Regions from separate parts of the Gossypium arboreum genome. Here regions 1 and 3 are each linked to region 2. A link is a contact called in public Hi-C data. All regions are on one chromosome and are shown on one strand. The core of a region is the stretch at or near the end of the contact, and the rest is flanking DNA. Distances in the headings are between cores, read along the strand shown.

Region 1 (3,523 bases), core at 306-2,805, 180 kb before region 2:
TTTTTTATCTCAGATTGATGAATAGCCTCATCGGCCCAACCATCATCAAAAACCCTAGTGCTAGCCAAAAACCTCAACCAAATAGGTCCAACTATCCCACAAATCAAAGGTTTCATATTAAACTTCTCCACTAAAGCCTCACATTGAGCTTCTATCATCATCTGCATCCCCATCACATACCTGTTCCTAACCTCCTGGTAATAACCTTCATAACTATATGCACACATAGGGTAAGAGCCAAAATCACTTGTGCCTATGGGCCCCACACCATCTCTCGTTCCATCTTGATTAACATCATGGCCTCCGGGTTCTTCGGTGAGACGGGACCAAAATTCTAGAGATTTGGGGTCAACTTGTGAGAGTGGTTGGACTGGGATGGGTTGACGAGCATGGCGAGTATGGCTGGCCAAGTAAAGGGCACCACCACCCTGAGTACCCTTTTCAATAAAATCCTCATCAGCAACACCCGTATCAATGATGTCATCAGCCTGAGACCCACATCTCAAGCAGTAGAAGTAGCCATCTGATCCATCAGCCATTCCCACATTCCCACACAAGTTGCAAGTCCAATGGGTGCAATCCTGCTCCATCTGTTGAGTGGCTGACAGCAAACTTTCAACAACTTGCAGCAAATATTACCGCAAGCTTATCTTTGTTCACAAATTTACCTCTGAATAGTAAACAAAATATAGTGGAAATATGTTAGTGTTAAGATAATCAAAATTTGTGTATACAAGTTAACGTGCACTGTAATTTAAGTTAATGTATAACATTCTGAAATAGATAAAAACCCATTTAAAACATTGAAAATATAACATTCAGGTTATTCCACAAATATTTTTTGTTTAGCGGGTATATAAAATATCACGTAGTGAGGGATTGTAAGAGCCTAGTTATTCCACATCGGGTTATTTCCCCAGCAGGTGCTCGTATTGGAAGTTTATGTAATGCTTCCACATCGGTGAATTCAATCGGATTATTCATCTATTATACGAAGTGATGGTTTTTGGAACAGGACCGGCAGTCAAACTGGTCAGATCACCAGTTCACAGATGATAATAATAATAATAACAATAATAATAATAATAATAATAATAATAAAAGAAAACTTCTGAAAGAAAAATAGGGAGAATGCAGGAAAATTTCGACAAAAAATCAGAAAAAAAATTTTGAAATTTCCTAAATACATGTAAGTATCAATAATGTCATAGGCATGAATTATACATTACAAAATTGAATTAATCAAAATTTTTAAACATGAAAACAGTAAACTACATTATCCAAAATCCAAAGTAAAAAAATTTAAAACAGTAGCAAAAAAAAGTTATAATTATTTAAACTAAATAAAAATATTCTCACCCTTACCAGATATCACCACGACGGCAGCTTCAGACGGTGGCCGGAGGCACTAATGAGACGGCGCGAAGCAGCGCAAGAGCGAAGAGAAGAAGGCGAGGCTTTGGGTGAGTCACAAAGAGACTCGGGCAAAGCCAATTTCTTTATTCTGGGAAAAAGAGGTTTGGGAGGTTTTAAAATGGAATTGGGCCGAAAAGAAAAGGTTTTTGAGTTTGGAGTAGGATAATTTGGTCCAAACATAAATAAACTGTTTCATTTTGTTGCCGGGTCCAACTATGTTAATGTACCGGCCAGTTTTCAGTCTAATTGTCAATCCAGTCCGGTGAAAGCTTACATAGGAACAATTTGTTAAGATAAAACATTAAAAATGGTACTGCATTTGCATATCATACCATCCTCACGCAAAGATGTTTATACAAAGTTCTGAACATGCATAAAATATTAAAAATTAGAATTGGATATGTAAAGAAATCTGCATAATTTCAAAACAATGAGAACCCTATGAATAACTAAAGTTAGAAAACCCATTTAACCTCAAAACTCACAATATGGGATTCAAGGAGTATGTATGTGTCATACCCCAAGAAAAAAAAAAACTATATTTCGTGTATACCCAACATGAAATTTGCTGCATGTATTCATATTCATTTACAACTGTGCTTCTTGCACATTGGAATTTTTAGATTTTTGAATTTTATATGTAAATTATCATATATTTTAGATTTGGTGTCCATATTATATAACATTCGCCCACTAGATCAAATTGTATTTCATATAATTTGCCGCTTAAGCCATAAGGTTATAGTTTAGATTGACAAAGTATTTTCATTTTTTCATTATATAACTTTAATAATAATAATCAAATATTAATATATGATGAACCTGAAAGGACGAAACTTAGAGGCCCAATATGAATTTTAAAACCAAATTCCAAAATTAATAGATTTGGCCCATACTCATATATATTAAGTTAGTGACTTTCTTGTATTTTGATTTGTATGCATTGCTAAGGAATTATCTTTTTCTGGTAATATACCAACATTGCTAAGAGAAAAAGAAAGGAGTTTGATGTTGAGATTAAAAGCACAGAGTAAAAAAATACAAATTATATTCCTCTAAGCTCCTTACGCAAAAGACATCTTAGTAAATATTTTTGCATAAATTATGTTCTTTATTTATTTAACATTTTTTTCTTTTTCCTAATATGTTATTGTTTAATATATTATTACAATCTTCAGGTTTTTCAATTAAATTATGGTTAACAAAAAGATTGAATCTTTTTTCAAGAAAAAGGTGTCAGAAAGCAATAATAATCAATCGGTTCTTCAACCTTCTATTATTAGTGGAGAAAAATCAAATATCATATATTCCCAAGCTCTTCAACGAGATACCAGGTCTTCTCAATCCCAAGATCTTGAATGAGATATCGAGTCTTCTCAAACTCCTGCACGGGATATTGAGTCTTCTCAAATTCCTGAATGTCATTGTAAGGTGCCAAGAGTCGAAACAAAGGAGTTCGATGCTTCTTCTTTAGAGCGTGATCCAAAAATTTGAAAATATATTTATGATTACCCTCAAAATAAACAATATGAAGTCAATCGAGCTTACATTAAGTTTGGGTCATACCAATCGATTCCTCCAAGTAAGGCTCTAAAACCTCCTCAGTATATTGACAAGAATGGACGTCGATTTCCCATCTTGGTACAAGTTATTCCCAGATTGGCTCGAGTTTTCACCAAATAAGAATGTCGCATATTGCCTTCCTTGTTTTCTCTTCAACAAGTCATTTGAGCATCATGGAAATACTTTTACAAGTCTAGGATGCAAATTCTTTACATAAGAATGCAATGAAAAATTTATCTTGATCTTCAGAATTTCTTACAAAATATTGAGAGGATTATTGAGAAACAAAATTCTGAACAAGTTGCAAGAAATTAACTATAGCTTAAGGTGTCAATAGATGCAGTCAAGTGGCTTGTATTTCAAAGTTGTGCCTTTAAGGGATGCGGTGAAGCACAAGATTCAAGAAATTGAGGTAACTTTCTTGAACTAATAAAACTCATGGCTTCTTAAAATGAAGATGTGGGGTCAATTGTCTTAGAAAATGCCCTTAAAAAATGTCAATCTAACTATTCAAAAGGACATTCTTTCTATTTTGACAAGTAAA
Region 2 (3,211 bases), core at 354-2,853:
CAAATGCATCCACTTGCATTGGATTGGATCAAATGCCTCCCATTGAAGGAGGTCACAAGAGAAGTAAACCCAATGTTCAGTAACACCCTTCTGCCTCCTTGACTTGTAGATCTCTCCGCTCCTGATTACGGATCGGAAACTCCGATTCAACGAGGCAATGGAACCATAATAGGATCTCGAGCATCTAATCAGACAATTGATGGAGTTGTCCCTCCCAATCGGTTGGATTAACACATCCAAATCCGAAGAAGATTCATATCGACTAGTATCGTTGGAGAAGAGCTTAGGCAACTTGGTTTCCTGATGACAAGCATCGGATCCGGAGATTTCGAGAGGCAGCGGACGCTTCCCATTGAACATGTAAGGCCAGTCGGTTTCTTGTTGAGAGGAGCTTGCCAACACCAAACACGACTTGCAGGATCGATTCTCCACCATCACACTTTCGCTCCCCTCCCAATTTCCAAAAGGGAATAACTCCCAAAATCGCAACAATGGGAAGAAATTTCAAATCACTGTAGAAACAGAAAGTTTTTTTTTTTCGCCCAGCCGGGAAAATATATATTTATGCGCTGCAAAGATTAGCAATTCAACCTATTCAAGAACCAAAAAATAAACAACAGTTTCAATTTTGAACATTAAAGAAAAAAAATAAACAGAAAATTGAATTAAATAAAGGCGATCCAAGTTAATTAAAAGAAAAACGAAATTTCAGAGGCAGGTTTTTTTTTTCTTTTCGTTTTCTCTGGTCTGTATTGTGTAAAAAAAATAAACCTTAAAATTCAGTAAAAAAAGGAAGAGGAAAGAAAGTAAGAAAAAAAATTTATGATCAAACAATCTGAAGAAAAAGAGGTACCAGATCTCAGAATTTCAAATAACATAAGCACTAACCGAGAAAAAAATTTGGACTGCTAGATGCAAACGAAGAGAATACCAAAAAAAAAAAAAAGACGAATTGGATCTATTGATAGTTTCAGTAATCTTCATTAGAGAAAAACACAGTGCTTAAAAACATAAACATATACATGAACAAAAACAAAAACAAAAACAAAAACAAAAAAAAGGAAATAAGTGACAGAAGGAATACTAATAATAATAAGGTTGTGGAAAGACTTACTGAATGGATAAGAAGGAAGAAATGAGAAGAAGCAAAAAATTGGGTATGGATTTTGTGTTCTTTTTGGGTAAAAATGAACACACTGTCTCTAGCTCTAGCGCTATCCAAATCTCTGCTTTAAAGTATTGTTGTTGTTTCTTAGGGTGAGGAGTTCATTGGGTTTTTTTCTACATAGCCTGCGCTGCCTTTTTGTCCTTTTGATTCTCTCTGCAAATCACAGCCAGGGGGCTTTGCCACCAAATATCTTTAAAAGCTCACCTCTCTCTCTCTCTCTCTCTCTCTCCCTTCCCCCTCTCTATTTTAACTCCCCCATGAAAATTTATATATAAAAACATCTGGATTTTGTTTTATTAAATAAAATTTAAACCTTTCTTATAAATGGTATTCGGAATATTATAAAAGGAGGCATTTAATGTAAGGTGTTGGTAATGGTTAATATCAGTCCTGGAAGAAACAGCTCCAGATCATGGATAATATTTTAATTATATATAAACCGTAGTTTTTAATAATTATTTTAATTAAAAATAAAATAAAATAAAAAATAGTTCTAGTGTTCAAAGGCTAACCCTATATGAGTTGTGGTGGGGCGGGGCGGTGGTCAACGAAGGAGGGGAAGCAACTGTTAACCGGTGAAAGCCGGTTGAGACACGTGCCTTATTAGAGTGATATACATGAATATGAACAGAATATATAAAGGTGATAACAGTCCCTCTCTTTTGTTTTAGTTTGAATACTCCTTTACCCCGATGTTTGTTACTATTTCTTTTACGTGTCAATAAGTACAAATATACAACACTTAACTCCTAAAGTCGTACACAACGTGATAAAATTTATACAGATATACATTTACAGAATATATTTCTTTTATTTCTTTTCTTTTAAAATTTAGAGAATATTTTTTTTTTAAAAGTGAATTGGGTTGAATCCATTTTGTGGGATAATATTAAGGATAAAACTGATTAAGTAATTATCCAATTCACTTCTCAAACTATAAAATTAACATTATCCATCCTAATCATAATTATCACTCAATTTTTCTAAATTTATTTAATTTGTTTCCATTATTAGTTGTAGTTCTTTCTTTTTTTCTTTTCATAAAAGGAAACAAATTGTATTTTCTTAATAATTTCTTTTTTTAAATGGCAGGTTTCATAATTTGTAGTTTTTTTTTATTTTAAATATAATTATAATCACAATTACAAGTATACATATTACACAATCTAATAATTAAATTCAAAATCAATTATTACAAAACATTATCCAAACTTAATTAAGATTAATTTAGATAAAATTCATACATAGGGTAAAAATAAGTAAATAGATAAATTAGGTGTCAAATTGCATTTTATCTCTTCTACTAAGAAAATTGATAAATTAGTTTCTACACATTAAATTGAAGAACAAATCGATCCTTTTTGTTATAAAGAATTTCATTTATTTCTATTGTTAAAAATTTGTATGGATAATAGCTAGAGGTACTCATGGACCAAGTCGAGTCTAAGCATGATACTAGTTTACTTTATACTTGCCCGAACCCAACCCGAAATCCAGGCTAAAAATTTTGTCCAAACTTGCCCATATTTATAAAAGACTAACTCCCGCCCATATTATTTTTAAAAAATATATATTTTTTATTTTAATATTTAATAATTTTATTCATTTTTATTTATTAAAATTTTTATATAGTCATCTTAATATTATTTTAATGTTTACATTAGAATAGTATTATATATTTAGTATAAGTTTATTTTTTTTAACTTGTCCTAAATTACATAATATATAAAAATAACATAATATAAAGTATAATAAATTTAAAATGGGTTGATTCAGGTTCAGGGCTAAGTTTTTTTCCCAAACCCTCTCAAATTTTGGGAGGTAACCTGACCCGTGAACATGTTTACTAATAGTATAACTAAATAGTGACATGTGATGTGCTACAAATGCCTCATATTGACATACAGAGATCAATTTTTAGTAGTAAAAATAAATAAAAATTTTAATATATGACTAATTTACTCTTTGATCTAACGTATAAGAATTAATTTATTAAAAAAATATAATTTAACATTTAATATAAAAACATCCGTAGTATATATA
Region 3 (3,217 bases), core at 436-2,935, 130 kb before region 2:
ACTTAAATATATTATGTATAATACTACTATTGAGAATATTGTTATAAAATTCGGGTGAATGGGAGAATGCTAGAATATTTATTTATTAAATAAATATTTTAAATATATTAGTGGTCCTTAATTTTATAATGTAAAATTAAATAACTTTATATGTTTAGGTAATTATTTATGGAATTTTTAACTTTGGAAGATTAAATAGGGTGTGAGAGAGTTTGATAGTAACTACTCATCCATATCTCATTCAAAAAAGTTTTATGTGATTTAATAACTACTCTTCCATATCTCATTCATTATCTCTAAAAAGATAATGTGAGTTTTTTTTAGAGAGTTTTCAAATGTTTTGGATGAGCACAGTCTTTTAAACAATTTTACATCAATTGAATGTTATGGATGGAAGTTAATTCATTATTTTTTTATTTTTTCCCAAGAGAAGTTGATATTTAATTTTTCAACTTTTATATATTTATATGTTTGTTTATTTGGATCTTACAACTAGAATCTAAGAAATTCTGAGTTAATTACAAATGTATATTAAATACTATTGAGCAATTAATTAAAATTAGTTATTTAATAATAAACTATTAATTTAAGAGTTAATATTTGGTAAATAATGTATTTTTTTATTTTACAATCAACTTTAAAATTTTACTATGAATTTTTAATATCCTTTTGATATATTCCTATAAAATATTTATCAACTTTCGACGTTACTTGTTAAGTTTAACAATTCTATTTTTAAATTAATATTTTTTTATAAAGAACGTACTTTTATTTATTTTAAAAATAAAAATAAATAAAATAATTTAACCCTCCATTAGATATTTCTTTTGTAAAAACACCGACATGGTATTAAAAAAGAGAATAAAATGATAAAAAAGGGGACAGAGAGGCAGGATTTAGGCCGTCCTGGTTAAAAGGGATAATAACACTTCTAACCCCTTGTATTTATGCTACCTTTACTCGGTTATGTGTGTTAAAAAAAAAAGAACAAGAAAAAGGAAATCATTGTCCGAAATTAGGCCTTCAACAAACCAAATCAAAGCAGTTTAACCTCAATAGCTTTCTGTATCAATATACAAGTTGTCTGATACAGATATTTTTATGATCATTTACATTAACCACCATTTGATTTTATGATTTCCCATCCTACGCTCCATATTAGTTGATGTGCAACTTGATTATCAATCACCGCCTCTTTAAACGTAAATCTGGATCCGTATGGGGGCATGGGACCCACCCCTTTACCTTTTTTTCTTTTTTTCCCTATCAATTCCTAACCTTTCTTTCTTAGCGCGTGGGTCCCCCTTTGCTCTCTCTTCTCCCAATGCGTATTAGCGCACCGTTTTTATTAACACCGGAACCGAACCGAACGAATCGACCCCGGTCCATTTTAATAACACCAAAATATAAGGTCTAAATGTTCTCTCAGTCCCTGTAATTTTTTGAACTTTAATCACTTTATGTCTTTAATACAATTAGTTGGTTTATAATTTTTTTTTTAAATATCATATGTACCTATTAATAATATTATGGATTGGACTTCGGTTTTCAATTCAAATAATGATTATATTTTAAAATTAAATAATAGAGACTAAATTGTAAAAAGTTGAAGAATACAGGGACTGAGGTTATATTTAAACTAAAACATAAGGAAGATTAAAAATAAAGCGAGATCTCTGTGTTTCTTGTAATTAGGAGACTTAGATTGTATTTATAAACCCAAAACTAGGATTCACGACAAATTGAAAGACAAAAGATAAAGTCGAAATTTGGGATTCTTTTATCCCAATCAATCCCTATTTATATAATTAAAACCCTTTTCTCTTTAAACCTTGTTTTCATGGTGATCGTTCTTCTTCGAGTTTAATATTATCGAAGATTTCTTTTGGAGGAAAGCAGGTTTTTTTTTTTCTTAAAAACTTTTCAGTGTTTTATTGACACGTCTCTCCCTTTCCTTCCCTTCCAAGCTCTGAAAATCTCCCTTCCATCATTTAATTCTCTTTTCTTAGAGATCTTCACCCGCTGATTTCATCTATTCATGCGATTGGTAACTCATCTGACACTTCTTTCCTTCCTTCCATCATGGGTTTATATTTTTCCTTCTGATTTAAAGATTCTTTTTTTTTTTTCAATTTTTACTCAAATCAGCTCTTAGCTAGTTTAAGTCCACTGATCTTTGTTCCCCATCATTGGATCCTTATGATTTTGCAGGTTACTATTTTAAAAAAATGGCACTGAAACCGAATTCAGCGGATGGTAGAACAAGGAGTTGGGTGCAGATATTTATCGTTTTTGGATTATGTTGTTTTTTCTACATATTAGGAGCATGGCAACGAAGTGGTTTCGGCAAAGGGGATAGCATAGCTCTAGAGATAACCAAACACGGCGCCGATTGTAACATCATCCCGTCGTTGAACTTCGAAACCCATCACGCCGGCGAAGTGGGGAACGTCGGTGAATCCGAAAAGATCAAGTCTTTTCAGCCCTGCCCTCCTCGTTACGTTGATTACACGCCTTGCCAAGATCAAAAGCGTGCCATGACTTTCCCCAGGGACAACATGATCTATCGGGAGAGGCATTGTCCCAGGGAGGAAGAGAAGTTGCATTGTCTTGTCCCGGCACCTAAAGGATACGTGACCCCGTTTCCTTGGCCTAAGAGTAGGGACTATGTGCCTTATGCTAATGCTCCCTATAAGGCCTTGACGGTAGAGAAGGCTATTCAGAACTGGATCCAATATGAGGGTAATGTATTCAGGTTCCCTGGTGGAGGAACGCAGTTCCCACAAGGTGCGGATAAGTATATTGATCAGCTTGCTGCTGTGATCCCGATTACGAACGGGACTGTAAGGACTGCACTTGATACCGGTTGTGGGGTATGTCATACTGTCATGTTCTTCAAAGTTTTTCAGATGATCTATTGATTTGTAGCTTTGAGGATCTGTTTTAGGTGTATAAATCTTAAAAATTGGTTCCTTTATATAGGTTGCGAGTTGGGGGGCATACTTGTGGAGTAGAAACGTCCTTACCATGTCGTTTGCGCCAAGAGATTCACATGAAGCACAGGTTCAGTTTGCCCTTGAAAGAGGTGTTCCTGCTGTTATTGGTGTTCTTGGGACCATAAAAATGCCATATCCATCCAGAGCTTTTGATATGGCTCATTGTTCTCGTTGCTTGATTCCATGGGGAGCAAATGGTGAGTCATATGCTCAAACCGAGT

The links. A called contact is a pair of places that touch in the nucleus more often than the background predicts.
Region 1: a contact with region 2 is called in a Hi-C map of leaf, with 1.9 times the contacts expected there. The contact joins the promoter of LOC108453417 here to the promoter of LOC108453570 in region 2. A contact is called at or near these places in 2 of 5 Hi-C or Micro-C datasets (both in leaf).
Region 3: a contact with region 2 is called in a Hi-C map of leaf, with 4 times the contacts expected there. The contact joins the promoter of LOC108452977 here to the promoter of LOC108453570 in region 2. A contact is called at or near these places in 3 of 5 Hi-C or Micro-C datasets (all in leaf).

The regions. Positions count from the first base shown.
Region 1 is chr5:42,255,312-42,258,834 of ASM2569848v2, reverse strand. It overlaps LOC108453417 (TATA box-binding protein-associated factor RNA polymerase I subunit B), which reads right to left and starts at 1,555. Exons shown (of 4, transcript XM_017751505.2): 1 at 1,360-1,555; 2 at 1-670. The coding sequence starts at 590.
Region 2 is chr5:42,072,375-42,075,585 of ASM2569848v2, reverse strand. LOC108453570 (F-box/kelch-repeat protein SKIP11) reads right to left here and starts at 1,603. Exons shown (of 2, transcript XM_017751742.2): 1 at 1,115-1,603; 2 at 1-569. The coding sequence starts at 435.
Region 3 is chr5:42,200,915-42,204,131 of ASM2569848v2, reverse strand. LOC108452977 (probable methyltransferase PMT2) reads left to right here and starts at 1,685. Exons shown (of 7, transcript XM_017750822.2): 1 at 1,685-2,047; 2 at 2,212-2,873; 3 at 2,983-3,193. The coding sequence starts at 2,229.